2 separate regions of the Nothobranchius furzeri genome follow, and region 2 is linked to region 1. Evidence: chromatin contacts called from public Micro-C data. All regions are on one chromosome and are shown on one strand. Each heading gives the region's core, a stretch centred on a gene start, on an enhancer-like site or on the middle of the called end of the contact. The rest is flanking DNA. Distances are from core to core; before and after follow the strand shown. Region 1 overlaps adgrv1 (adhesion G protein-coupled receptor V1). Region 2 holds the start of arsk (arylsulfatase family, member K).

Evidence for each region. Hi-C and Micro-C count contacts between places; a contact is called where the count stands out from the background.
Region 2: a contact with region 1 is called in a Micro-C map of tail fin, with 10 times the contacts expected there. The contact joins the promoter of arsk here to the enhancer-like site in region 1. A contact is called at or near these places in 2 of 2 Hi-C or Micro-C datasets (skeletal muscle and tail fin).

The regions. Positions count from the first base shown.
Region 1 is chr17:41,495,811-41,498,510 of NfurGRZ-RIMD1, reverse strand. The region is part of intron 89 of adgrv1 (adhesion G protein-coupled receptor V1); the gene reads right to left. Among protein-coding and RNA genes, the nearest start is that of arrdc3a, 77 kb to the left of the region's middle. Within about 2 kb of position 1,375, at least 1 of the 3 cell types and tissues checked has an H3K27ac peak or open chromatin away from gene starts, as enhancers often do. A contact at or near this core is called in tail fin, where this site is marked.
Region 2 is chr17:41,574,040-41,576,739 of NfurGRZ-RIMD1, reverse strand. It overlaps arsk (arylsulfatase family, member K), which reads right to left and starts at 1,272. Exons shown (of 8, transcript XM_015972414.3): 1 at 1,043-1,272; 2 at 758-887; 3 at 510-669; 4 at 43-325. The coding sequence starts at 1,144. It overlaps arrdc3a (arrestin domain containing 3a), which reads left to right and starts at 2,681. Exons shown (of 8, transcript XM_015972411.3): 1 at 2,681-2,700.

The DNA.
Region 1 (2,700 bases), core at 126-2,625:
ACAGCTAAACATCTCTCATTGTCCTCATAAATGTATAAATAAATATCAAATTACCTCAGAAATAAAGACATTAAAAAAGGGAAATGTAACTAGAAATACAAAAGAACTAATCAGCTTGTTATATCTTCATCCTTCTGCAGTAGAAGAATTTGGACAGTGGCTTCCCTGAAAAGATGGGAAGTTTATGTATCCAAAGGTCAGTAGCTGTTGGGATATAAACACATTTGGAAATTAATAAATGTGTAACTGCCAGAGTTCAGAAGGGTCAAGAAAATAACACGAATTCAGCGTGTTGTTGCACATTTTTCCAGCTCGGATCTGGAGAGGTGACCTTAGTCATAAACTCGGTAAAAAGTATCCAACAGCACTAAATGTGCATAACTCATTAAACTGAGTTAAAATATGGGGGGAGGGGGCAAACAATACAAGGGAGTGAGATGGTTTAAAAATTTGGTCTAAAAAAAGCTGAGGATTTGTTAATAACTAATGTTTAGCTTTACTTTAAAACAAGAAGTAAGAGAGAAGGTCACAGAGAATCATGATGATGATGATGATGATAATGATGATGATGATGATGTCAACAGAGGTGAGTCACATTGTGAGGAGGAGACACTAGACTCATCGGATCTGACTATCCAGTAAAATGTAACGTGAATCTCCCAAAAGACACACACACGCACACGCACACACGCACACACGCACACACACACACACACACACACACACACACACACACACACACACACACACACACACACGGCTCTGACTGCTGATACTTTATACCCTTTCATCATCTGCCAGCTAAAGGCTCAGGCTGACACACAGGAAAGACCTTAGAGTTGCATTAAAATCTTGTCAAGGACACTTAGTTAACTTTTTTTTAATCTTTGATTTTTTACTTCTTGGAAAAACGAAATCCTGACGCATAAAACACATTTAAGGCAGCAAAAAAGAGAGGGAGTGATAAAAACTATTTTCCCTTTTCCTCATTCTCTCCACTCTCTTGATGTTTCTATTTGTTCCCCAAATCTTTAGGCCTCAAACACAATAAGATAGCAGCGTCCTTTGACGTCAGAAGGACTCAAACCCAGACCCACGCTAACACTCTCTCTCTTTTGATTTAGGTTTGATTTGACATGATTGGAACCGATAAACATTCTTAAGAAAGTACTTGATAAGGAGAGAGTTTATCCGGTGTTCTGGACAAAAATGGCAAGGTCTTGGTCAGCTCAGGCTTCCTTTTAGGAAAGCCAAGCAACTGCGTGCATGTTTGTTTAAAACGTGACTTCTACAAACACGTACAGCCAAAAGCAATCAGTGAGCCAGTGTTTAGCTCATAAACAGGAAGTGACCATGGTGGCCGTTGCACAAGAGCTTGTACAACTGTCTGAGTGTCAGTGCTCGTGTACGGACGAGCAGACCTCAGAATGCTGGATTCAGTTCAAGAACTAACAGGAAATACTTCATTACTGGAACTAAGAGTGGCCCAAACCCCTCCCTGATGCTTGAATAAAGAGCCACCGACTGGGAGTCGTGTGGGAAGTGAAGGGTCGTTTGATCACAATGGATGGGATTCCTACATTAGCTCTTGGATATGTGTGTCTGTGCACAAATATTTCCATCCAATGCTTCAGAAGCAGTGAGAAAAAAGAGGGCTGGTGAAGAAGTAGTGTACTGCACACGAAAGAACCTTTGTAATCTGAGTATTTGCTGCAAACACATAACCCTCAGACCTTTTTATTGAAAGGTGATGAGAAAACTGCTGCTTTTATTGCGCACATTTTTGATTTGAAGTATTAATTAAAGATATTTTAAAATGCAAACAAAGAATTAAAGCACTTCTTTTTAATTTGAGCTTTTAATTCAAACATCCAAATAGAATTTTTTTTGTATTAATTTATTCTAGTTTATTCATATTAGGTCATGCTTCAATATGATCTAGGGGCTATAAATGGTTGACCAGAAAATCAAAGGGTTAAGAAAAGACATTTACTTAACAATGAAGATATGATTTTAAAATATATATTTTGTGATTCTACCAGCAAACTACCAGTCTTTAAAACCGATCAGACGTTCAACACGTTTTCTCGATAACTAAACAACGTCTTTTTGAGTATTCCATTATTTTGATGAACATTCTGACACTTTCCACCTGTTTATAGTTGGATAGAAACTACGCTGTTATATTAATTATCCATCAATACAGTTTATGCCAGAGGTTCAAAGAACTTCACAGAAATAATAAAAATGATAAAAAGACAGAGCTGTGAAAAGGTCTCTTTTTTACAGAAATCAAACCGTTATGCTTTTTTTGTCACACTTACACACACACAGACAGAGATAGCTTGAGTCAACACAAAATCTATCCAAACCAACCTCCTGTCAAAATTAAATGAGCCCTAAAATGAGCAGCTGGTTGGGCTAATAATGGCGGCAACAACTGACAACCTTCTGGAGATCTTTTAGCCAACTAATGTTGTCAGAAGTTTTTTTTTTCTCTACAGGTCTGGGTGTGGCTGGTGGAACTGAAGTCAACTTTACAAATTATATGGTTAATTCAAAATGGGAGTAAATATTTTCCCGCCACAATTGTAGGAGCCAAACAAGTATGTTTCACTTAGGGATGCACCGATACCACTTTTGTCTAAACTGATACCGATACTTGGATCTGAGTACTCGCAGATACCGATACTTCTACCA
Region 2 (2,700 bases), core at 23-2,522, 78 kb before region 1:
ATTTTCAAGATTATATGTAAAATAAATCAGACAAAGGTATACTTTTGTGAGCCAGTATGGTGAACTCTTGAATGTGGAGCCTCCAGCGTTAGGCCCGAGGGAGTCCGTTCGATAGGGATGAGGTAAATTGAGGCCGAGATAAAGAGCGAAGGGTTTGTGCGATACTGCAGCTGTCTGACGGATCCACTGTGCAGCTTTATCTGTGTTTTTCCAGTCTTGTGTCATAATCCTTACAGTTGACATGTCCCCAACTAGCTGAGAAACAGGCCGGCCCTCTTGGCGCAGCAGGAACTGAACATCTCGTGTCCATGCCTCGACCCGGTTACTGCAACAGATGCACAGAAATGGGAAGTTCAAAGAAATGTGAAACGTATGCCAGAAGCAGTTCAATCAATGTTGTGGATATAGGTGCAAAACTGGTTTTAGTTGAATTATAAATTAAAGTTATTTATTTCCAGGATATTCACATTAACAAAAATAATTGCCATCATCACTGAAACAACTTTCACCTGACGGAGTGACCCCCTGAGGTGTAATCCTGCTTGCCCATCATCTTGGTGCGATATCCATTCTTCTCCAGCAAATCCATCCATGTGGTTGCATTCGCATCTAAGCATTTGTAGTTGTTCCAAGACTTAGTCAGGTGGACAAACTGACCACTCCACATAGCTGGGAAAAATGTTGATATACAATGCAAACAGTGACTTTTACATTACAATCAAAAGAGGGCATTTCAAACGCACTTTGAGAAAACTACCAGCTCTTGAGGGGCAGCAGATTGGGGAGTTTGTGTAAGCGTTGAGGAAGGTTGAGCCGAGCTCCCTGAGGTAGTTAATGTATGGAAGATGTACAAGTCTACTGCCAGGATCAACGGACAATCGGCCATCCTTCACACACACACACACACACACACACACACACACACACACACACACACACACACACACACACACACACTGTTAACCATCTCAATTTTAGATCCTGCCACTCTGATTCAGTCACTGGAGGATACGTCAAGAAATAAAGATGTGATTCTACTTGCCAATGCGTCACTCATCACCAAAACGATATTTGGTCTGGAAATATTTTGGCTGTCACAAAAAATTTGGAGGACGAAAATAAACACCAACATAAAGATGCTCATGTTTTCCTCGGAACTCCAACAGATATCTAAAAGTAAAGAAAAAAATTCCCAAACTGAGGCTTTTCACGGGTTTTACCCTAACGTGTTGTCTTTTTTCTTTTTTAAATAATTTATTTTTACTACCGCGCTGTCGGTGGGAGGTATTGTATTTACTTCCTGGTCATGATTTCAAAATAAAAGTATACTATAAAAAAAGGGGGGGTGGGGGGGTTGTTTCGTGTCCATGGGGACAAAGAATGAAACTGATATTTAGAAGGAACTGAAATAAAATAAAACTCAAACAAAATCCATCGTTCATTAACCAATTCATGCATAAAAGTATAGTACCACGAATTAATAAATTATAAACATTGCTAGAAGAGTGTCCCATCTTTTTAATTCAGCGGCAAAGTGGACACTAGAGGGCAGCATGCAACTAGGCATTAAACGTTTGTTTTTTTATTTATTTTTTTAATATTTTGCTGAGCTGGCACTGCAGTCATCCCACCTGTATCTATTGACATCCTAACGTTTAAGGTGCATGTCAATGTGTCCTTTGTATAGATAAAGTAAACAGCTTTCCAGATGTGTTTTATGTAATATGGGAAAAAAACATTAATGAATGCACTAAATGGCATTACATATGGTGTGTCAGGGAATCTATGAAGTTTATTGGATTTAATTGGAGGTAAATGGCATTTGTTAATACTAAATTATAAAATAAAAAATCCCCGTCAGGACAATAATGCCTGATTACCTTTCGGGCAGCATCCCCATACTGGCTGATTAAAAGTAAAGAACATTGGTATTGTTGCAGATCAACAGGTGATTCTGCTGCAGCCCATAGTGGGAACATTGGTTGCCACTAGGTGGCGTTTTGAGTCACGAGTTGTTTTTCTGAAAACTGGGAGCTCAACACAATGAGAAAGAGTCTTCTCAACATACACGGATCAGAATCAGTTAAATAACAATCAAAATGGGTCAGGTATATGAGTTACAACCACAGATGATCTGTTTTTAGTTTTATAATTAATATGCATGTTCTATACATCTACTCTGAACAGCCCTATGCCGTGTGCATCATGCAAAATGCAGCTCTTTGGATTTTACAATGACATTGCTCTGATTATGTAAAAGCGTTGTGTAAAGTGTTCACAATAAGCCTGCAGGCTGTGGCTCCAAAATAAAAACAAAATTCACACGTTTTGTGTGATTTTAAAAAATACTTACTCAAATATTGAGGTGGACTATGTACAGACTGGACTAAATCTTATTATTATATTGATAATTGATATTTTTAATGTTACAATTCGCCCCAAAAGCCTCACCCAGGACTATTGCAAATATTTCTTTATGCGGTGTTTCAGGTGCTTTTACCATACTTGCAGGGCGGCTGGATGAATGTGAGCTTTGCCTCACACTGCTCTGCCTGCCTTGTTCCAGAAGGCGAGAAGGTGGGGGCTGTGCAGCCACGCGCAGGCGCAGAAGGTTGTTTTTCACACAGCTTCTGGTTTAAAGTGAGCTGAGCTCCGGGGGTTTCCTTGTCTGTGACTGAGACCATCAAGGAGACAGGCAGA